Linked DNA regions of Mus musculus: regions 1, 3, 4, 5, 6 and 7 are each linked to region 2. Evidence: chromatin contacts called from public HiCAR-type and promoter capture Hi-C data. All regions are on one chromosome and are shown on one strand. The core of a region is the stretch at or near the end of the contact, and the rest is flanking DNA. Distances in the headings are between cores, read along the strand shown. Region 1 holds the start of Ppp2r5e (protein phosphatase 2, regulatory subunit B', epsilon). Region 2 holds the start of Slc38a6 (solute carrier family 38, member 6). Region 3 holds the start of Tmx1 (thioredoxin-related transmembrane protein 1). Region 4 holds the start of Wdr89 (WD repeat domain 89). Region 5 holds the start of Syne2 (spectrin repeat containing, nuclear envelope 2). Region 6 holds the start of Mthfd1 (methylenetetrahydrofolate dehydrogenase (NADP+ dependent), methenyltetrahydrofolate cyclohydrolase, formyltetrahydrofolate synthase). Region 7 holds the start of 3110056K07Rik (RIKEN cDNA 3110056K07 gene).

What was found. Promoter capture Hi-C pulls out the DNA fragments that hold promoters and counts their contacts. HiCAR-type assays count read pairs that join an accessible place to other places.
Region 1: a promoter capture Hi-C map of pre-B cells shows a contact between it and region 2, with 3 times the contacts expected there. The contact joins the promoter of Ppp2r5e here to the promoter of Slc38a6 in region 2.
Region 3: a contact with region 2 is called in a promoter capture Hi-C map of pre-B cells, with 4 times the contacts expected there. The contact joins the promoter of Tmx1 here to the promoter of Slc38a6 in region 2. A contact is called at or near these places in 2 of 39 promoter capture datasets (liver and pre-B cells).
Region 4: a promoter capture Hi-C map of pre-B cells shows a contact between it and region 2, with 3 times the contacts expected there. The contact joins the promoter of Wdr89 here to the promoter of Slc38a6 in region 2. A contact is called at or near these places in 8 of 39 promoter capture datasets (the 3T3-L1 cell line, the C10 cell line, embryonic stem cells and 4 more) and 1 of 115 datasets of contacts at active chromatin or transcription factors (astrocytes).
Region 5: a contact with region 2 is called in a promoter capture Hi-C map of pre-B cells, with 2.9 times the contacts expected there. The contact joins the promoter of Syne2 here to the promoter of Slc38a6 in region 2. A contact is called at or near these places in 3 of 39 promoter capture datasets (cranial neural crest, pre-B cells and stem cell-derived epiblast-like cells) and 1 of 115 datasets of contacts at active chromatin or transcription factors (large pre-B cells).
Region 6: a contact with region 2 is called in a HiCAR-type map of astrocytes, with 4 times the contacts expected there. The contact joins the promoter of Mthfd1 here to the promoter of Slc38a6 in region 2. A contact is called at or near these places in 1 of 39 promoter capture datasets (cranial neural crest) and 1 of 115 datasets of contacts at active chromatin or transcription factors (astrocytes).
Region 7: a contact with region 2 is called in a promoter capture Hi-C map of pre-B cells, with 2.8 times the contacts expected there. The contact joins the promoter of 3110056K07Rik here to the promoter of Slc38a6 in region 2. A contact is called at or near these places in 2 of 39 promoter capture datasets (liver and pre-B cells).

What each region holds. Positions count from the first base shown.
Region 1 is chr12:75,594,811-75,597,898 of GRCm38.p6, reverse strand. It overlaps Ppp2r5e (protein phosphatase 2, regulatory subunit B', epsilon), which reads left to right and starts at 1,667. Exons shown (of 14, transcript NM_012024.3): 1 at 1,667-2,264.
Region 2 is chr12:73,285,197-73,288,193 of GRCm38.p6, reverse strand. It overlaps Slc38a6 (solute carrier family 38, member 6), which reads right to left and starts at 1,346. Exons shown (of 16, transcript NM_001037717.3): 1 at 1,162-1,346. The coding sequence starts at 1,269. Trmt5 (TRM5 tRNA methyltransferase 5) reads left to right here and starts at 1,483. Exons shown (of 5, transcript NM_029580.3): 1 at 1,483-1,510; 2 at 2,919-2,997. The coding sequence starts at 1,506.
Region 3 is chr12:70,451,531-70,454,635 of GRCm38.p6, reverse strand. Tmx1 (thioredoxin-related transmembrane protein 1) reads right to left here and starts at 1,482. Exons shown (of 8, transcript NM_028339.1): 1 at 1,316-1,482. The coding sequence starts at 1,467.
Region 4 is chr12:75,668,039-75,671,079 of GRCm38.p6, reverse strand. Wdr89 (WD repeat domain 89) reads left to right here and starts at 1,543. Exons shown (of 2, transcript NM_028203.1): 1 at 1,543-1,608. Gm34717 (a long non-coding RNA gene) reads right to left here and starts at 1,355. Exons shown (of 3, transcript XR_381697.2): 1 at 999-1,355.
Region 5 is chr12:75,816,891-75,820,038 of GRCm38.p6, reverse strand. Syne2 (spectrin repeat containing, nuclear envelope 2) reads right to left here and starts at 1,721. Exons shown (of 116, transcript NM_001005510.2): 1 at 1,561-1,721. Gm40447 (collagen alpha-1(II) chain-like) reads left to right here and starts at 411. Exons shown (of 7, transcript XM_011244246.1): 1 at 411-542; 2 at 688-2,130. The coding sequence starts at 411. The coding sequence ends at 1,956.
Region 6 is chr12:76,253,525-76,256,730 of GRCm38.p6, reverse strand. It overlaps Mthfd1 (methylenetetrahydrofolate dehydrogenase (NADP+ dependent), methenyltetrahydrofolate cyclohydrolase, formyltetrahydrofolate synthase), which reads right to left and starts at 1,499. Exons shown (of 28, transcript NM_138745.2): 1 at 1,187-1,499. The coding sequence starts at 1,227.
Region 7 is chr12:71,014,043-71,017,279 of GRCm38.p6, reverse strand. It overlaps 3110056K07Rik (RIKEN cDNA 3110056K07 gene), which reads left to right and starts at 1,457. Exons shown (of 4, transcript NR_045055.1): 1 at 1,457-1,773; 2 at 2,773-2,824. It overlaps Arid4a (AT rich interactive domain 4A (RBP1-like)), which reads right to left and starts at 1,313. Exons shown (of 24, transcript NM_001081195.1): 1 at 1,119-1,313; 2 at 132-189. The coding sequence starts at 137.

The DNA.
Region 1 (3,088 bases), core at 418-2,917, 2.3 Mb before region 2:
ACGTGCACTACTTTTTAACGGTTCAACTGTTGCCAAGGGAAATTGAGTTGGCTTCAAAATCTTTCTTGGTTTTAATTTTGCATTTACCAATCAGACGTTGAAGAAACATGCTCTGCTTGGCTAGGATATTAAACATTTCTAAAGACTGAAGTATGGAAATATAAGTTACTTGAAGCCAGGAACCAGACTGGAATTCCATATAATTCTGCAGCATGGGGCAATGAACTTTATTAGGGTAAAAATGGCCACTCAGTCAGTCAGTCAGCAGCCAGTCTTCTGGGGTCTGCTTTCGTATAAGCCATCTTTCCCATTTCAGTTCAGGGCAGTAACATTCTCTTTCATAGTACAGAATTATTTTTCTACCCAACAGGATAGAAATTTGCAACAAACCAGAAACGCAAACGCATGGTTAGCACTTGTGGGTATGATACAGAGAGCTTTATAAATGTATATTCCTTAACTGTACAGAACATGACATGATACTGAGAGGAAAAACTCGGCTACAGGATGAAGCATTTTGAGTTTGAAAAAGAATATACATACATGTGTGTATGTATGTATACATACATATATATATACATATATATATATATACTTGTGTGTATATACATATATGAAATATAATACTAAAACTACATCAAAATGACTGGTTATTTTGGGTTTATGGATTATAATATTATTTCTCCTGTATTTCCCCTCCCAGATTTCCAAATTTTGAGCAGCTGGTAGTTTGATCTTTGTAGTTAGTATTTTTTTCTTCTTTTAACTATTGTACGTAGCCTGCATTCAAATTGATTGATGGTCTAAGAATATTCTTTGGAAACGTACCATTTGGCCTAGGGTTCACCAATGATGCAAAAACATGTATGTATTTTCGTCCTCGTTCTAGATAGAGGTAAGTCTTCTGTTTAAACTCAGACTCAAACTATCAATTAAAATCTGTCGAGTTGGGGGCTGGGTATTTCGGAGTCCTGAAAGGGCGAATGCGGGTATTCTGAATGGGAGACTGCAGAGTTGCCATCTGCATTAACTCCCGGAGCGCGGGCCCCCGCCGAGCCTGGCAGGGGCATCAGAGAGCTGATATTCAGAACTGGCTTTTGGGGGGACCAGGTGAGAGTCCAACCGGTGGCCAGGCCTCCCACGAGTTGAGCGAAGGACAGCCACTGGGGTATTTTTCTGCCGGCTTCCATGGCCGCGTTTACACAGGGCTCAGGGGGCCGTGGGTTCCGTGCGGAGTGGGGCTTGCGGGCTGAACCGTGAGGCACCAGGACGGCCGCCCTGTGGCCTTCGGATACCCGGGTGAAGACGCTCGCGGTCCACAGGGTTCCGCCTGGCGGAAGCTCCAGTCTCGGGCGCGCCCGCCGAGCTCTCCTCAGGCCTAGCAGACGCCGCAGTACCCCCACTTCAGGCGCCCTGGCGGAAACGGCGGCCCGGTCGCCCGAGCTCACGGTAGCATCCGGGTCCCCCGCGCCTCGCCCAATCGAGGGCCCCGTCCCTTCACACCCTCCTGTTTCCCCGCCCCCCCGCGCCGCCAATCCCCGACCAGCTCTCAGCCGAACGTGCTGGCCTGGGAGTGAAGGCGCGCGCCGGCCAATGAAGTCTCGCTTCCCGTTTGAAGTCTCCAGTGGGCGGGCGTCGGAGGCGGGCTCTGCTAGCCAGGAGGTTCGGTTGCGCCTGTGCCATGGACTCAGCCGCCCGGTGATATTGACAATAGGAGAGAGAAAGGGGCATTGACGGGGACCCTGCGCGGGTAGCGAACGGCGGCTCTGGCAGCGGCGGCTCAGGCGGCTCCAACTCTTCCTCCCGACTCCCGCGCTTGCTGCCGCTGCAAATCCAGGCTTCCTCCCTCCTCCCCCTCCCCGCGTCGCCGCCGCCGCCGCCGCCGCCACCACCGCCGCCGGGTCCGGTGCAACGAGCAGAGGCGCCGCCCGCCGGGAATGTGAACGAAGAGCCACCGGCCGCGCCGCAACCGGGTCGGTGCCGATTTGATGGGACGGGCCCGCGGGGGAGGCTCGTGAGGCCGCCGCTGCCACTGCCGGAGCGCTGAGGTTAGGGGCCAGCCGAGAGGCCTAGAAACACTGCCGCTACCGCGGAACCGGAGGGACGTCGCCCCGGACGGCCGTAGTAGCCCGGGGCTCTCCGCCGCTGCCTGGACCTCCCCCCGTGCGTCCCGGGCCGTCGCCCGCCCCCGCCGCGGCCCCTAGCTCGCAGCCCACTCCGCGCAGCCACAGATCATCTTCCGATTCTTTCCCAGGAGCTTCAAGGTAACTTCAGCTTCGGGTCCCGCGGCTTGCCTCCCGGGGAACCCGCGGAGCGGCGGGCTCGGGAAGGCCGGGCCCAGGCAGCTGAGGGGTGCGGCGGGGTGGGGGGAGCGGGAGCAAGCGCCCGGCCCACTTGTCTGATCTACCTGCAGAGGCTTTGGAGGCCAGCACCTCTCTTCTCCTCGGCCTCGCCGGCTCCTTTTCCTCCCTCTTTTGAGGCGTTTTCTTGCCCCCCCCCCGGCGGGGGCGGGGGAGCAGGGAGGAAGATTCCGTGGCCGCGCAGCTTCTCCAGGGCTTGGGGTTTATGTGAACATACCTGCAGACAAACAGGCCACTTCCCTGTTTTCATACCTCCCCCTTGGAAAAGCCCCAGTAGTGTGCTCTTTAGAGAATGCTAACGCTTTGGGTGCAGTGGCCCAGGTGAAACCTGTTTCCCTGGGCTTTGCAGGGACCCCGCTGTTACCATCATTTCTGCAATGCTTTGAGTTGAGATCCTTGACATTTTATTCAGAGCTGCGCGCATAAGAGGCAAATGATGAAAAAGAAAGCTGCCTATAGATCATCGTTAGAGATGAGAGAAGAGAAATAGAGACAGAATGAGGGATGGGGGGAACGAGGCTTACAGAAATCTGTGTTGCTAGGGTTAGAGTGAAATCTAAATAATTCCCAGATGAAATTGTAATATTCGTCCCTAAATTTACAGCATACCAGTGCGATGTGGAACTTCTTGCTGAGGTCTGACATTTTCGATAGTATTTATAATTTATTATTCCGTTTTTTATATGTCACATTATATTTCAAGCCAAATTAGAGTTAAAAGAAAATAA
Region 2 (2,997 bases), core at 97-2,596:
ACACGGCCTGTTTTAGGTGGGGGCATCCCTGAGCAGGCAGGCCTTCCTGGGGATGAAGGAGAGCAAACTGAGCAAGCCAGTAGGGGCAAGTCAATATTTCCTCCGGGTCTCCCGTTTCAGTTTCTGCCTCCAGATTCCTGCCCTGACTTTCCTTCAAGACGGACTGTAGCTGTAAGATGAAATAAGCCCTTCCCTTCCCAAGTTGCTTTCCGTCATAGGAGTTATTACCCCAAGGAAAAGCACATTTGGACATAACACTTGTTCCTTTCCCTCCGTTCTGACCTATTGGTGCAACTCAAGGAAACGAGTCTTCCAGGAAAATTACTTCCTCCCATGCAGGGCCCAGCTGGCTTCAGTGGGAGCCACAGCCTTGTGACTTCAAGAGATCAAGATAGGGTGGAGACAGAGGAGGAACGGGCCTCAGTCACGTGCTTCCTGAAGAATCCCAGTGTCAGCATGGAACTTCTGTCCCTAACTCTTCTTCCTCAAGTACGAGGACCGCAATAAACTAACCTTTTGTTTATATGCCTAATGAATTAAGTCGATTAGCAGGAATATCTTACAGGGACAACATAAACCAAACCATCAGCTGTTACAGTCCAGGGATTCATAAAAAGTGGAGTGGCAGGACTGGAAAGCAGCTCTGAGTTAGGGAGTTTTTCTAGCATGCCCAAGGCCCTCCTAGGCTGGACATTCAAGACCGAAGAGGCTCCGGGGCCCCCGGGCACACACAGCCCACTACACCGGCTTTAGGTTAAGGACGAGCAATGTGCACATTACCAGAGACCTCTCCTCATCTTCACTTACAGGGACTTGAGTATTAAAGTGCCTATAGCTCATCTTTCCCTTGGCCCCATGATTAAATCCAGAAAAGAAACATCGTGTGATGTTCTTGCAAGACCTCACAAGGCTAGAGGAGACAGAGGCGACAATGACACAAAGCAATGGTGAGTCACAAAACCGAGGCTCATCCCGCTGGTGTTCCAAGCCTCTCACTATTGACTGAGTGCTCCATGCTGCTGCCACATTCCAAACTCGCCTGGGGTCAGTGGTTCGGGCCCCACCCCAGGGTCAGTCCCCTGCAGTCCAAGGCTCCTCTTGCAAGCCCTGAAAGATACCGAAGCGCACAGGAACCCAGCGCAGCCAGTAAAGCCCACTTACGTTGCTTAGCAACGGACTCCACTCGTCTGCAGCCACCGCCTCCTCTGGCTGCTGGGCAGAGACGTACCAGCCTGGCTCCGCTTGGATGCTGTGCCGGGACGCCTGCATGGTGCTCCGCGACCGACTGCTAAGTAAATCACGGAGCCGCTTCCCCTAACCCCAAGCGCCCCGGCTGAGCGGCTTCAGAGGCGGAGCTACGGGCTTGGCCCTTCCGGGCTCTCGTAGCAAATCGCGGGCCCGGAAGAGAGGTGCGAGTCCACAGGGTCGGACTCTACGCTGCCTTCGCGGCCAGCAGTGATGACGTCACCAGCCTCCGACGCCCTATTTCCGAGCTGCACCAGAGCATGAGGTGAGGGGTTCGGGTCTGAAGCCGGCCTCGGGTGACGCTGGCCCTGGAAAGGTGCAGCTGGTGAGGGGGCAGTAGTGTCCCGGGTGATGTAGAAAACCTGACGGTACCGCGGCGGGACTCGTGCTCTTCTTTCTTGCCCAATGAGCGCAAAAAGGCCACCAGGTCATTCATCTCCTTGTCCACCGGCCGCTAAGCCGAGGCCGGAGCCCTTGGGTAGGGGGCTGGTCAAATGCATGGTGAGGGCTGATGCACCCAGTGGTAGGATTGGATAGCATGAGAAGTGCCGGGATTAGGTTCCCATTACCACAAAAATCTTTTCATAGTTTAAACCACATATTACAGATGGAAAACGGACGCCTACATTTACTTCAAACAACACAGTAAAGCCTTGTCAAAATACTGAAGCTTTTAGTTATAGGCATGGCATATGGCAGTACACTATGATAGACATCCTAACAGTATACTAAGGTCATATGGGAAGGGACAAATCTCATGTATCCAGACCAACCTGGAGGATGACTTTAATTTCTGATCTGCTTTCTGAGTGCCTGCACCACTGTGCCCAGGCTATGTAGTGCTGAAAGCCCATGAATTTGCTTGTGCTTGCTAGGTACACTTCTAGCTAAACTGTATCCCCAGCTTTCAGGTCATTTTTAACCAAGCTTTTGTTTTTTTTTTTGTTTGTTTGTTTGTTTGTTTGTTTTTGAGGTCTGGTCTCAAATGCATCCCAGGCTGGCCTTGAACTTTTAATCCTCCTATTTCCTCATGCTGAGATTACAGGTAGGCACCACCATGCCTGATATTATGTGCTGTTAGGGATGACCCCAGGACCTCATGCGTGCTAGGCAAGCTTTCTACCAGTGAGCTACATTTTAAGACCTTAATGAACGTTTAAGCCTTGCCAAGCCACTTAGCAGCCACATAACTTTGGGTGATTAACTTACCCCTTAGCTTACAAACTTCATAACACAGCTTCTGATACAACAGCCCGTTGAATAAATAAAATAAGATCTCCTAAGAATATCCCAGTAAGTATTACCATTGGTGGCATCACATATAGTGATCATTTCATTTAGAGATGACCCTTAACTCAAATTTCATACTTCCTATTCTATGTGTATTCTGTCGAAATTTGTGAGCAGAGTTCTTTGGGTATAGGGAGATTGCTAGACCACTAATTTTTCTGTTATAGGGGCAAATAGACTGAAAATGCAAATGTATTATTTACCAGGGACAGTGATCATTCTAACCTGCAAGAGAGACTGCCCTCCCTTGCCATCCAAACCTTTTGTCAGCACTTGGCAGGTGACTTGAAAGATAATTTATATTTTCATCCTCAAAAGCCATTGTGAATGTGTTCACATGTAGCTTGATGGTGTTTGGTGTTTTGTTTTGTTATTTTCCCCAGAATCGTATGGAAGCTATTTGGATTCTCAAGAAGACTTTTGCAAGTGGAATGGTGTCACCCCAGTGAATCAATATTGTTG
Region 3 (3,105 bases), core at 233-2,732, 2.8 Mb after region 2:
GTGACTGAAAACTAACAGCACTGGTTAGCGTTCCTCTCCTGAAAACTGACTTCAGTGAACGGCCAACTGTCAGTACACTAAACGTCTTCCCTACTGCAATCTCCTTTTTCTTGTTTCACAACTCAGGTATCATGGACCTCACCCAGGTTCTCTCTTGAGGATGTTCACTTCCACCTCTTCCTTAGTGTACAGCCCTAAACACAATCACAACATAGGCAAACACCAGAATCTTGCTTAAGGGTTGCTAACAACGCTTGCATATATTTACTCTTGAAGCCCAACAAAGCTACTATGACAGCATCTGAACAGGCCAATCGGTAAAGCAGGGGATGGGAGTGGTTATCTACTATAAGGAATTATGTAGAATAATTACCCACCCCAAAACATATGTAAAGATACTGGGTAGTGTCAGTAAACAATGACCATTCAATGGTGGTGCTTTCGCCACATCAATAATGCCGTATCAGGAACACTGTCAATTAACCATTCCACTAATTTATCATCTAAGACAAAGGCCAAAGGTAGTTTATTTCCTACAGCAGCAGGACGGCGGACACTGTTGAAGTAGAATTATCACACAAGATAAGTGATTTTGTTTGAATAGTAAATGATGAACTGGAGTATTTAAAGGGCCTATCAATAATCATACTAATGCATGTGCAATACCATTCGCAGGCCTGTAAATCACAATTCAAGCCATTCTCTAAATTGCAAACGCACCGGTCAAGGAAAAATGAGGTTCATATCAAAAGAAATGAATGTAGGCAAGAAGAAAAAAAAAGAAAATAAAGATTTTAATATATTCCCATTTATTTGGCATTTACAATTTAAAAAAACTAACTCACAAAATAAAAATAAATAAAGAGCTCAAAATTCAGGCATTACAAATACCAATTTCCGAATAAACATAGCAATTTCCGAATGACAGGTTAAAAGCAAGATTTTGTTCAATATCAACTTTTGTAAAAATTTGGAGACTTAAAGTCTGGATGTCTACAAAAGATCACTAAAAGTCTATAGAAACAGCCAAGACCTCCATCGCAACCCAATCCCACCCTCAAATCCGCTAGTCTGTTCCAGAGAATTCGATGTAGCTCGTAATCCTTTAATCGCACCACAGTGCTTAGCAACGACGAGGCTCAGTGCACGCTTAGATAGAAAAGTAATATTCCCGGTTAGGAAATGACCCTGGAGCTGGGGGCGGCAAAGGCTGGGACCTCAAGACCTGGCCGAGGAAGATGGGCTGGTCAGGTGTCCAGCTTGAGGGACGGGGCGGCGGAGGCCACCGCCACCCAGACAAGCGCCCCGCACTCACAATTCTATCATCCACTCTCCTTCCAGCAACGACGTCCAGTTCTCATCGGTGAGGACGCGCACGTTATTCCGCCGTCCGTGGGCCCCAGGGACCGCCCAGAGCAGCAGGACCAGAGCTGCCAGGGGAACCATAAGACGCCCCAAGTGCGCCATGTCAGCCGCTCACCCAGCCTCAGCGCGTTCCCGCTCCACCTCCCCGCCGCAGCTCCACTTCCGCTCTGGCGGCCGCTCCGCTCATGCGCACAAGGAGCCAGCCAGGCGCGCGAGCCCCACCCACTCCCCGCCAGCAACTCAGTGCGCATGTCCGGGCCCTGTTCCTCCTGCGGGAGATGGAGAGGGAAAGCGGGAAATGCGTCTATCTCGGAGCTCACGACTGAAGAGGCGCTTGCCGGCTGTGGTCCCTCGAAAAGCCCTAGAAGGGGCGGTAGGCGGAGGGATCAGGGTGATGCTCTAGAGATGAGTGACCCTGTCGTGCCCACCAGTGCCTAGTAAGGTCACTATGACAGTTTTCTCAGGAACTTTCCCCTTTCAAAATATCACCAGTTAGACGAATGTAGGAGGAGGTCACCAGCCCCTTTACCCTGGCCCTAGGCAAACAGGCATCTACTTTTTGTCCTGGCTACTTTACTAATTGAATCTTGTGTTGTCCCTGTTGACTGACTTATTTTAACTCTTTAAGCATGAGTCCCCGAATTTCCTCTAACACATTCGTAATGAGGCTTTGTCACCCCCTGGCTCTCCGAGGTAGTTTTTATTGCCTGTTCTTTGCTTTCCTGTATATGGGTTATATTTTCCTGTCTTTGCACAACTCAAAAATCTCTTCTTGGAAACTAGGGTTTTAGGGTCTGTAATTCTAGATGTTGATTCCCCTTGTGGCTCTCCATCTTCTGTTCCTCTTGTTGTTTGATTGTTTAGTGAGTTGGCAAGGCAATTCTAGTGAAGTCTGTTTCTCAGAGATTACAGCCCTGGGTGGGTCATCTGGGCGATAGTGGTTTTAGCAGGGCTCATTCCATATCACTTTTTGGGATGTGTTTGCCTCACTTATTTCCAGCTGTAATATTACATGAAGTGCTCACCGATAACTTGTTTTTGTTTTGTTTTAATTCTCAGAGCATACATTGTTCCACAGCCTAATACATTTTGGCAGATGGTTTTGAGGTCAGTGGTTGAAATTTATTTTAAGCCCAGGATGATTCTTCACTGTCTCTTTTCTTAGGTCTCTCTGGTGAACTAAGTGGCTTATGCACTGGCATCTTGTTCTTACTTAAGGAAAACTTTTTTTATTTTTTTGGAGTGACTTTAGGCCTGACCGTTTCTCCATACTCTTATTTAATAAAGTCATTTCTTTGGGGAGAGTTCAGAACTGACTCTCCTGGGCACAAGCAGCCTCAGTCATTATTCTAGGTGCAGTGTAGACCAGCAGGATCTACTTTTCTGGACTTCTAGTGGTGTATAGTCTTTATCACTTGAACAAAAAGGTTGAGGGGGTGTCTGGAGATTTCTCAGTCTGCTGTACCCAGCGCTTTCACTGTGCATGTCATGTCCTTGTGACCTGCACTTGGAAGGGATTAAGATGCCAGTGACCTTCCCTTCCTGATGAGATGCTCTGTCTCTAGGTTGGGAACGGAGAGGAGATGGAGCCCCGTGTTCATGGTCACACCCATCTACAGTAGAGTTGTCACCAGAATGGCCTGGGCTAAGAAAATGATTAGAGAAATAGGAGTTTGAGATGGATCAGATGCCAGAGAGTCACTGCTCCTACTGAATGTTAGTAGATTTTCTTGAAGGAAC
Region 4 (3,041 bases), core at 294-2,793, 2.4 Mb before region 2:
CCAGGTAGATTTCTGTAAAGTGCTACAACCAGAGACTACTGGGGCATGGCTCACTTGCTCCTGGGGAGAAGCGCATCCCTGGGTCCAGCACTATGGCTGCAGTTGATGCCCCTTCCCCGAAAGCCATTGTTCTTGGTTGGATAGCAAAACTGAGTCCTCTCCGGGTTACACGGATCCCTTCATAGTCCTAAAATAAGAACCATCACTACCTGTGATATAAAGATCAGGGCATGGCAAAGACCAAAACCCCGGGGGGTCAGGTTACAAGCCCCCTAGGATGGCAAGCTCCCAACTCCAATTTCCCCCAGGAATTCCCTTTAGTAACTTCATAGATAAAGGTCCAGAAGGCAGTGGAAGCCAGCATCTCAGTGTTCAGGATATGAAAAGAGTATGTCAGTTCCCTAACCATTCTTAACCCACTGTAGGTCAGGACTCCTGGCTATGCCATGACACCAAGACCGATATTAATTAGAAACTGCAACTAATCAAACAATAATCTCTATCTCCAACTCTACTAGCTGTAAATGGGACCAACCTAAACTCACCTTGGGGGGATTTCCAGGGGAAGGATACCTTTTAACAGCACCAAGATATATCCCCTAGTTAGTTCCCCTTATTCAGATTCCTGTGGGTATACACAGCACGTTAATTTCACGAGTCCCAGCCGAATGTATTTCCAGGGACAATCTGGCTTGTTTGCATTATCGCTTAACCAAGTACGTATTTTCTGAATTGTTTACACTGGAAAACGCGGTCTCATGGTTGTTATACCACAGGTATTCATCTATAATGAAAAGAGGGTAGAGTCCACCTAAACTAGATTCAGGGCTTCTTGGTGTTCAAGGACAGAGCTCATTCCCCTATTGGTAGGGCCAGATGTCATGTCTCCACTACAGTTGGAACATCAGCCCTGTATCAAACTAAAGTTTAAAAGCAACATCAAAATAGGACAGATGAGACAGGACCTGACCATTATGGACTTCAATTCCCAGAGTTACCTGGGGCCGAGGCAAAACTACCTCCAGATTTTGTAATTGCGCTCCTGTCAACCTTGAGTCATAGCCATGCTGGAGTGAAGGCCGGATACTGCTCGTTCAAACCCGCCTGTATAGCTAGGCTTTGTGATCACGTGTGGTTATTTCAGATCCACGAAATCCTGCCTCAGCCCCACTCCTCTGGTCCGCGAAATAACTTTACACCCGAGTCCGAGGAAGCGGAAGAAGTGCTGGAAGAAACTGCAAAGCCACATCCGCATGAAAAGGCGGAATCGGTGACGATCTTGCCTTTTATTGGCCACACGTCCAGGAAGCTGGGTCCCAGGGACTTCCGTTAACCTGACCTAGAGGGAGGTGTTGTATGGCGTGGTCCGTAGACCGAGTTACGCATGCGCAGACCTTCTGCCCTCGTCCAATCGGAAGGTAGCAAGCAAAGGCGCGCGGCTCCCGCTTCAGAAGAGCCCGCTGGTTATGGTCCGGCCTCTGTGCTATGGACCAATCCGCTTCAGCTTCCTCTATATTTTTACCCAATCAGAGCCGGAGGGCGGAGTTCCAGCCGGCCGTGGGCAGAGCGTGCGTTTTCTCCAGCTCCAGTGTGGGGTTTGCTGCGGAGGTACTTTCTGCTGGGCAGGGCGGGCAGCTCTCTCGACCGGCGGCCACTGGGTGGCACGCGCGTGGAGAGCCCTGGGCGGGGAGCGCAGAAGGGGAGCGGGTGGTGTGAGAGGGAGCACGTGCATGCGCAGGGACCGCGTGGGTCTCTGTATGCCAGGATGTGGGGTCCATGCCACCCGAAGGTCTCTGCTTCAGTTTCGAGGAAGGGTGGGTAGGTCCCTGCTCGCTCTTGCCTGCCCTTCCTCTCACTCATCCCACACCCACCTCCTGGCTCCGGCCTTTTTCCACATCAAAAAGCAGATTTTTTCATTTGGTACGCGGAGCCAAGTCGTACAGTATGTGCTGTGATGCAGGCTACTAGGCTAAGTTCCTTACGTGTGTGGTGTCATCTAGGCCACACAGCTGTCCACCGAGCTAGGTGCTGGTCGGGTGTGGTGAAGCACACCGGGGATCCCAGTACTGACTGGGAGGGAGGTAGAGGCAAGAGGATCTCTTTGAGTTTCCAGCTAACCAGTGCTTCTTGGGAAAACTTTGTCATGCACACACACACACACACACACAAACCTAATTCACAACGAAAACCACCCAAGAGGCAGTGCTGGCAGCATCTTATTTTTGTGAAATGTCTCATTTAGGCTAACTCTGACAACTTAAATTGAGGGAATTCAGCTTCCACAAATGTAAAATTAAAGATAGTACAACTAGTAAAACGCTCCTGTTTTCTTTCCTAACTTGAAATTGTTTTAAAGCCGGGCAGTGGTGGCACACGCCTTTGATCCCAGCACTTGGGAGGCAGAGGCAGGCGGATTTCTGAGTTCGAGGCCAGCCTGGTCTACAGAGTGAGTTCCAGAACAGCCAGGGCTACACAGAGAAACCCTGTCTTGAAAAAACAAAAAAAGAAAAGGAAAGAAAAAAGAAATTATTTTAAAATCCTAAACAGTGTACCAGGAAACCAGTTAATTGGTTATTATCCAAGTAAGATGAACTGGTAGGAAGGCATCAGTCTAAAGGTCTACTTCCTAACTTTGCTTTGCAATCATCAGGTTGTTAAAAAGTGCATGGTCCGTGCCAAATTGCTTCTCAGTGTTGTGATAATTCAGTGAAGATGTGGACTTATAGTCTATGTTATTGGTATCAACCATACCTGTTTCTGCTTCTTGTTTAAAGACCACAAAATCATGCAGCCTAGTTAACAATGTAAGTGTGAGATACCTCTGTGTTGACTACTTACCCGCCTATCTTGGGGTCAGGACAGTACTATCTAGAGAGCAGAAGTGAGAAGTGTCTAGCTCGTCTTTTTACCTTAGATTTTATAGAACAGGGCAAAAGTAAGTCAGCCCCTGTGACTGTTGAGGTTTCTTTCGTGTCCACCTTTGTTTAAAATCTTGACTGTTTTCTGCAACTTTCAGGGTTGGTTGGTTTGGGTTGGTTGGT
Region 5 (3,148 bases), core at 472-2,971, 2.5 Mb before region 2:
AAAGCCAGGTTCAATTATGTAACAAATTCAAGGCTATCCTTGATTACCAGAGACCCTGTATCCAAACAAAACCAAATGGAAGAAGCTTTTTAACTCAACTAGGTAGGCAAAGACCAAAACCCTTCCAAGGTTTACTCATTTTTATCTTCGCCAGCGTCTTCACTAATAAAACTTTATGTGTATTACACCTGTTCCCACCACCCCGAGTGTGTGTGTGTGGGGGGGGGGGTGTTGCAGAGGAGGAGGCAGCTGACAGGCAGGACAGAGGCCACACAGTAGCCACCGCAGGGAAAGCCTTTGGAAGTCTTGAGAATTTTCCAGAAAGAAAACTGGAGCCCCAGTCATGCGTTGAAGCGTGTAAACACGTCAAAAATCCTAGGCCATAAAAACCGAATGCTCCTTCTCCCATGATGGCGTTTACTGGAACGGGAGCTGCGAGGAGGCCAGGTCTGCTTAACTGTGCCCCCACCCGAACATTCGAGCTCAGCCACAGAATTACCTCCAGCAAGAGCTTTGGGGGATGGAAACTTTTAGGGAAGCAGGTGGAGTTGCTTCAAATAAAACTTTTCAAACATTTGTTAAGTCCCACGGTTACTGAGAGCCTCCCCGGTTTGCCTCGAGCTACTACATGGTGCCTGTGCACAACCGCGCCTGCTGCCACTCCGTCCCGACGCTCCCTTCCACTAGGGGAGGGGAAAACAACTTTCGGAAATAAGGCGCGTCCACAAAGGCAAGTGTTACACTGGACTTCTCCACCTCCATCTCAGGCAGCGGCTCCTGTGGCCAGCAGCCCTGGATGCAATCCACGGGCCCCCTCCCACACTGGGCATCTTTTCAGACCTCAAGAGAGAGACCGTAAGGAGGACCAGGTGCTACCGTCAGACCCTAAAGGCAATTGTACAGACAACAAAGACCGCAAGCGATCAAAATGGAATTATAATCCCCGCGGTCCCAGCGCCCCCTCTCCGCCCGCCGAGACTCAGGGCCGCCGCGCCCGCCTCTTCTCTTCCAACGCAAGGGTCCCGCGTCCTGTCCACAGTGTGCGCCCCGGCTGCAGGTTCTCCGGTCCCCGGGGCTAGCCTCCCGCCGCCCGTGGTTTTGCAATCTCTGCGCCGCGGCTTCAGTGTTCTAACACCCGGTTCGAAATCTTTCCCGCCCAGGCGTGACGCGAGGAATGCAAACAATCAGCCGAGCGCGCCCGCCTGGACCGGGATAGGGGGACAGTGGGGAGTCCCGGGGCCGAGCTGGGTGCACCCGCGGGCCGGGCCCGGAGGTGACACAAAGAAGCCCGGGACACCAACGCCAATCGCTGGCGCTCGCCGCGATCCCCAGGGTGCCCCGCCCGCCGCTAAGTTTACAGCGCCCCGCGCGCCCCGCTGTCCCCTCCCGGGTGAAGTTTCCCACGGCCCAGCTGGGAGCCGGGCATCCAGAGACTCCCGTGGGCCCCCCGGGCTCCCCGCTGGGCTCTGGGGACTCCGCAGGGCTCGTGCCCGCCTCTTCCCCGCCCTCCCGCTCTCGCAGGGCGCTTTAGGGCGCGGAGCCCCCCGCGGCTGCGCTCACCGTTGTCTGCCCGGCCGGGAGGCGAGGGCCGGAGTTCGACCCGACCTACTCCGCGCCCCCCTCGCCTCGCTGCCTCGATGGCGCCCCTCGATCGCTCTCCCGCTCGCTCTTCCGTGCGGCCGAAGGCTTGCGGCGCAGCCGAGCGCGCTCCGCTCTGGACTGGAGGCTACAGACCACGCCCCGCGCCCTCCCGGCCCGCCCAGTCCCGCGCTCGCCGCCGCCCGGAGCAGCGCACTGGGGGCGGAGCCGCCTCCCTGCGGCCACCGCAACTTTCCCTCCGCCTTACAGACCCTTGCAGGTGGCGGGAGTGAGGAACTAACTCCGAACGCAGGTTCACGAGCCTCCGCCTCCGTGCCTACCCGCAGCTGGAGACAAAGGGGAGGCCGACTCTCCTAGAACACTTTTCAGGCGGGTTTCACTTCTTCACGGTGGGTGGATGCCTAGATCTACAAATCAGCGAGCCGACCGCGATCCGGTCCTTGAACCCAGGTGGAGCCTTAGAGAAACATGGACTTTTCATCGGCTTCTTAAGAGTGTCAGGAAGCCCAGACCTCGACCTCACCTACGGAGGTAAGATAAGGAGGTGCTTATTTAACAATGCAGATAAGTGACACCCCCCACCCTATTTCCCTGTCCCCCCCCCCCCCGCCCCGCGCGTGCCAGCCTGCAGGATGGGCTGAGGAGAGCCGCCTCAAACAACGACATTCAGGAGAAAGTGGGTCCCTGGGAATCTGTCCTGTAGGTGTCAGTTGGATTTTCCAGCAAATTACTCAATCCTGTGAACTCAGGATGACATCACCTGACTCCCACTCGCGTTTCGAGTCGCTGTTATAGTATTAAGACTCTTGAAGTCAGACACCAACGCATCACTTCACTGTTAAATCACAAAGAGGCAGTGGCCTGAGTTTCTATCGCAATCAAATTTAACTTCATGCAAGTCCCGCCTCATGCATATTGTGTAGCTGCAGAATCTTATCTGGATTGCTTAGTGCGCTACTGATGGCCCAAATTAAATGGTAAGGGTCGAAGATTAAAAGTTTGACGACAGTGGGTTCAGCTAATCCATGTTTCCGGGAAACGTAGGTTTTAATTCTATCCACACTCTCCTCTCTGCGAGTATTGAGGTGACACAAGTAAACTGTGAAAATACATGCTTTATTGTCTTTTTTCGCCGTACTATATCTGCATGGCATTTCTTGTATTCTAGGTTCACTCTGACCTTCCAAGTTCTTAGACTATTTGCTATGCATCCCGTAATGGCTTGGTGGGCGGAGCTCGAGGTGTGGTTCAGTGGGTAGCCTGCTTGCCTAGCTTTGATCCTCAGCACTTCATATAAACATGAAGTGATGGTGCCCACTTGTAATCCAACACTCAGGAGGTGGGGACAGGAGGATTGGGAAATCAAGGCTTGCCTCAGCCACATAGCAAGTCTGAGACCACGATGGGGTACAAAAGACTTTCTCAAAAAATATTTTTTCAAATATATATATTTCAAAATAAATATATAGAATTATATTATTTATCACATATTATATATGAATTATATGCTGTAGAATATATATATGTATTTATAGTTTGCAGCGTGATC
Region 6 (3,206 bases), core at 250-2,749, 3.0 Mb before region 2:
TCTTTACTCTAGAGTAGGCTTCACCATCATTCTCTCAAGGTCTCTTGTGACAAAACCAAGTGTTTACTGGACACTTACTGCTAGCCCCAGCAGTTAATAAATAACCAGATACCTAATGTCGGAAAAGCAACCTTCAGCAAGTTCACAAAAACAGACCTTTCTCTCTCCTCAGCAGTCCCCAACACTCACTCCCTAAACAAAAAGCAAGGAATGTAGCCCAGATGTTATGCACACTTTCGGGCTCCACACTTAGGGGCTCAATTCCCAGCCCTCTCTCCCAAACAGCAAAAGGGTGCTACTCTCTGGGACGACACTTGGCAAACATTCCCACTAGTTAAGCATTTAAATCTGCACGGCCAGAACAGGTGGTCTGACGGAATATGGAATAGGGTCAGCACACAAGAGCCAAACTGAAAAGTAACTTTAGCGCCAGGACGGATAGGTAGGCTGTTAAAGGGTAGAGCAAGCGAGCGCTGGCGTAGTAGCTGAGTGGTGCGGCGCTTGCCTTGCCTGTGCGATACCTTGGAAGTGAAGCCGGCGGGGTGAAAGAGAAAAAAAGACAGCATTTGGTGTAATGAGGAATGCGCTGAATTAGAGGAAACCCTCTAGGCCAGGTGTGGTAGCCCAAGCCATTAATCCCAGCACTCAGGAGGCAGAGGCAGGAGGGGATCTCTGTGAGTTCAAGATCAGCATGGTCTACAGAGTAAGTTGCAGGACAGCCAGGGCTCCGTGGAGAGACCCTTTGTCAGAAAACAAACAAACAAAAAATTAGAAAGAGACCCTCTCTCTGATTTGACCAATCACCCGTGTCAAATCTTGCCACAACCGAATCACCACCAAATTGCCAGACAAGCGGCTATGCTGGGTTTCTGAGGTTGGACTCCTCAGGTAGCCCGTGTCTAGGCAGAATGATGCCAGCAGCTACACTTTTGAGAACAAGGTCAGGTCAGGACTTGCCGCCAAACCTAGGAATGCAGCCACCCCAGGCAGTCTATTGCAATTGCACATTGGGCCGGGCATGTGTTTCTCTGGCTTCAGGAAACCAGTCTTCAGATTCTAGGAGCCCGTGTCGATGTCCTCTCTTCCCGCAAACCCCATCTAAGCACCTCTCCTGCAGAGCCCAGGCGCTTGGGGATCTGCACGCCCTGCTCTGAGCCCACCACCACTATCACTGGCAAGTACTTACGCAGAAACCAGTTTCCCGTTCAGGATTCCCGCTGGTGCCATGGCCTTTGCTAGTCTGCCACCCACGGTGAACACCAGCAAAAATCAGGTTCCAGTCGCTCCGCGCGCGCAGGACAGCACAACCCACGTGCTCAGGGACCTCCCGGGAGAAATCAGCTAGTGCGCCTGCGTCGCGCTCAGCAGCGAAGGTGCGCAGGCGACCCGGAAAGACGTCGTGACCCGCTGACAGAGGAGGCCCAGGAGCGTCTGCGGGAGCCGGTGGGCCCAGGCAGCAAGAGGGTTGTCACCAAAGACTGGTTGGCGGCAATGACTGGCTGCGGAAAGAGCCTGTGTGGAGCCCGCCTCTGATGAGCCGGGAGCTTCCCGCCTCGCTTTTAGCCAATCAGAGATAGTGTGTAGGGGGCGCGGTGGAACTGGGCGGAGTCCGGGCAGGAATGGGCCTGTCTGAGCAAGTTTGCGTGACCTAGGTTGCGGCGACAGAGTCCTGCAAAGCAGTGTGATTTTGGATCGTACTGGCTTCTCCGGGCAGGATCTTGGAGGCCTTAAGCTGATTCCGGCTACTGACCTGGAGCAGGCAATGCGGCTTTCCACGTTGTCATAGGCCCTAGCTTTCAGAGTGTGGTGGGGAACACCTGGGATAACTGCCTCTCTGTTACCCTCCTAGCAAGAGTGAGGCTATCCTTAACGAGGCAATTGTGTCCCTCTGGTTAGCCATCTGCGGAGGAAGCACTCCAGGGAATTGCTTTTCCACCAGCCAGAGTAGAAATTTGTTTCCGGGGAAAGAGATTTCAGAGATCACCTTGCAGGACTGAAGCCAAGACAGTAATGGACAGGTCCACACCTCGACCTTCACTGTTCAACTCTATATCAAGTCTGACTCTTTACTTAAACCTCAGTTTCATATTAGAACTCAGAAGATAAGACTTCTCTTTGTCCCTCTTCCCAATGTGGCCGTATTGAATAAATCTCCTTTTTCTATATCTTACCATTACTTGTTTAATCGACTTATTAAGGATGGTGACTAACCTGGTTTATTAGATTCTCAGAGCCCAGGGTCTGGCTCGCAATTCTAGTAACAGCAGGGACGATCAATCCACAGCCTTGACATAGAGACAAGTTCGCTACTACTGAACCCAGCCTTCCATAACTAAAACCTGCTATCCTCCCAGGGTTGAAGCCCAAAAGCAGGCTCAGCCCAGCAGCTAAGAGGGACCTCAGAGCAGAAGCGTGGGGCTTCATCAGCGTGAAGGGAGCAGAGTTCAGGACGAGTGATCCTCTGGTCTCAGCGGACCAAATCAGTATTGAAGCAGAGACTACTTTGTTCATCAGCTAGATGCCAGCAAGGCTGGCATCCCTCCCCATTTGCCCTGGTGCAGAAATGAGTTTGGCCATGTCCTCGGGAGCCTGGTGGTAGAGGAATACATCAGAGCCACTGCCTTGACTTTGCTTTTTCTGCCGCTGGAACTGGGCTGGATTCTTACTGTTGGGTTCGAGGTACAAGCCGAGAAAACTTATTTCAGACTCAGGAAGCTTAAAAATGAAAGCTTTATTCTCTGAGCGCTCAGGAAGGCAGCCAGTTCAGGACCTGAAACATGTCCCAGGAAGGATACTGTACAACATTTTAAAAGGATGGGAACACAAAGTGAGAAGTGAGCTGGGGTGAGCTGGGGTGAGCTGCAGTGTTATCCAATTGTATTTTGGTTGACATTTTGGCTTAAGCAAGGGAGTACCCGCTGGAGACTGGGTGAATCCAAGGGACCTGACTTCAAGGTCCTTAATTCATTCTCCTGAACTTTAGGTCTGGAGCTCAGAGTGATAAGGGGACAAAGGAGCTGATCAGCTGCATGTAGTTAACTAGAGCAGGACAGGTGATTGGTTATATATTTTTATAACATATGTACCTTGGTTTAGAAAAACAGCAATTTCTATATTCTTTACCTGTTAACAGACAGTTAAGAAAACATTTGGAGAAGTGGGGTAGGTGTTCGCTCCTAGGTTGTTTGACCCTGCCAACAAGATGG
Region 7 (3,237 bases), core at 208-2,707, 2.3 Mb after region 2:
CATTTTCCTTAAAGTGCTTCTTAGTAAAGAAATCAATTCTAAGTAACAAAAAGCTGCCATTCCACAACTGCAGCCTCCGGACTGGCAGCGTCCGGGGCACAAGGCTAAGAAGAAGAGTTGGCTCCACTTACCTTCATCTTGACTGGTGACCTGTGGGGTTCCAGCTTCCTCGAGTTCTCTTCCCGGGCGCTAGAGCCAAAGCAGGGAAAAGAGAGGCAGAGGATCAGTCCAAGGCGGGGTGAGACCCGGAAAGAAAGTAAACAAATGCAGGCGGGGAGGGGCCGAGCTCCGCGGCCCCCGGGACAGACCCCCGTCGGGCAGCCAAAGCCTGGCGGGCAGTGAGCCCCACGCGCGCCAAAGGGCAGCGCGTCCCGCCCCTGCCCGGCCGGCCGGCCCACCGCGCCCCCGCCTCGTCGGCCACTCGCAGCCCCCTGCGCCCCGGCCTCCCGGGTCCGCGCCCCGCCGGGCCCCGACTCTAGCGCGCGCCCCGCCTCCGCCGCTCGGCCCCCTTGGCCCGCCCCGGCCCGGCCCGCGGCGGCGGCAACGGAGTGTCACGGCGCCATTGCTCTCCTGCCTCCGCTCTGCACCATGTCAGGAAGGAGAAGCGCTCCTTCACCCGGGGGGCAGGGGCGGCGGCCTGCGGCGGCGGCCGGCGCGGGGGGACCCGGCGGGGGAGGCGCGGGGCGGGGAGGCGGCAGGACAGGGTGTGGGAGGGGAGCGAGCCGCACCGCCGCAGCGGCCGTCTCCTCCCGCGCCCGCCTCAACTTTTTGTACAGCCCGGAGAGGCGCGGGCACCCCGATCTCCGCGGTCCAGCAGCGGGTCCTCGCCAAAGAAGCACAGCAGAGTTGGGGGCCGGTTCTCCCGGCAGCCCGCTCCTCCAAAGCAAACTTAGCGGCGCGGCCAGCCCCACAGCCATTTTCCCGGGGAGGCGGCGGAGGCGGTCGTGCCCGCAGTTGCCGCCGCGACTCCAGGACCCGATCGCTGCCCGGCGCCCCGGGCACAGCCCGCCCTGCATCCCCCTCTCAGCCTGCGGAGCTCCCAACTGCACCGGGACCCCATCGCGGCAGCAGCTGCTCCCGCCGCTTTGCCCATTCAGCGGCCCCCGCTGACTACCTACCTACTGCGGGTGCAGAGCGCTGTCAGCTCTCCAGTCTGCCGCCCCACTGATCGCCGTGGGTCCCCGTCCGGGCAGCACCGCTCCCGGCCGCAGCGGCAGTTCCTGCGCCGGGTTCCCCCACTCGCCCCGATTTACTGCCACAATCCACCAAATAACAAGCTGTTGAGCAGACTCGCTTCTACACGAACTCCTATTGGCTGCTCATGACGCCGAATAGCTTCGGATTGGAGCTCGCTGTCTGCCTTTCTCATTGGATGTAGCTGGGAAACTTCCATGATTGGTGCGGAAAACAGCAGGTAGGATAGCTTCCACTTCTGATTGGCTGTATCCGAACACGCACGTTATTGGAGGATAGAGGATTGAGTAAGAGAGCCCAAAAATTTGATTGGAGGAGCCGACTCCGGATGTGCTTGACTGAACACTGATTGGAGAACAAGGGGTCAGGAAGAGCAGTTCCGCACGAGGATTGGGCGGTGGCGTGTCCCATGGAAACGGAATCCAGAACTGCAGCCAGGGTTTTTCACGGGGGCGGAGCCGGCTCTTCCCCAGGCGCCTGCGCCTAACCGGTTCCCCGGCGCCATTTTGTCCCGGCAGCAGCAGCCCGCAGCTCTATCCCATTTTCTGTGTCTGGAGGGAAGGACGCGGACTCTCTCGGGTAGGTTTATTTCAGTGTGGCACCGGCTTACCCTTCCCTCCAGGACAACGCCTAGCGAAGGGTGGAGGAGTCACGGAGTCGTCCGAGAGGTCTGTCGGAGGCTCCCGGTGTCGGGTGGCCTCGGGGGTGGCGCAGCGCTGGGAGCACCGGAAGCGAGGGCGGCCATGGGAGCCGCTGTCCGCCGGCGGCGGAGCGTGGCTGGGGGGGCGTGGAGGAAGGGGGCGAGGTCGGGGGCGCACGTGTAGGTGAGTAAGCGGCCCTTTGCGCCCCTTCACTCGGGATGGCGGGATTTTACTGACACCCCCCCCCCTTCCTCCCGGCATAGCTCTGTCTCCCTTTGACATTGCATTTCGGAAGCTGGGTTGCGGTCTGCAGACACCAGGGGCCCAAGGTGGCAGCCACCTTGGTAAAAGACGGAGGAGGTGTGGTTTCTAGAAACGTCTTGCGTGGGGAAGAAGAGTTATTTCCTCCAACTGTGAAGCTTGGAGGAAACGTGGAAGCCCCGGCTTTCGGAATGCTGAGGAATGTGCCTGCCAGGACAGACGCTGCTGCCACTATGACCTTAGACAAGCGACTCTTGTCACTGCATGAGGCGAATACTATACTATTTTTTCGAAGAAAGTATTAATGCTTCAGGAAGGAACGACAGTTTCTTAGATGAAAGGGTTTTCTGGACCAGATAGACATGGATTCTGTCGTCAGCACATTGTCTTGTTAAATGACACAAAACTTAACAATTGGGCAACAGCTTATGCCCTAAATTAAAATGTGAAATGTTAACCCCAGTAAATTGCACAGTTGAGTACGTCTGAACTAACGCCATATCAACTAGTTAATATTTGTTGTTTTTGTTTTTTCAAAATTTGTTAAGATTGTGAAGTGTATTTTGGTAGTTTTACTAAGTCATGTCTATCTTTTTAAAATCTGCTTAGTTTTGGTGATGCACAAAACTAGAAAATGGTTGAGTAAACAGTTGAGGATTTTTGTTTGTTTTTCTAGAGTTGTGCTGAAGACAACAGACACCTCCATGACAACCCAAAGTATCACAGAGGTGAGTCCTGTGTCTTTTGAAATCTTGTGACTTGGGACAGGTGTGTGCTGAGATTTTCTGTAGACTAGAGCCAAATACTAGGCTACGTGACTGGTTGTTGAAGATGTTTTGTTAGTTCAAGCTTTCAAATGAGTCGGTTTAATTAGCTTCCTGATGTTATACCCTAGAGAAAGCCACAGATAAAAAGCATCCCTAATATTCAAGCTCACCCATTCTGGGCTCCTCCTTTCTGGACTCTGGTTTTTGGAGACAGGATTTTGGTAGTCCAAGCTCATGACCTTGAACTGCCGTCCCTGCTTCAGCTCCACAGCACACCATGCCCACCCAGCTTTGATTCTTAGACTTTTTAACACTCAGTGTCTTAAGTCAGAATCTTAACATTTTCTTGATTTTGTTCACCACTCTGATTTAAA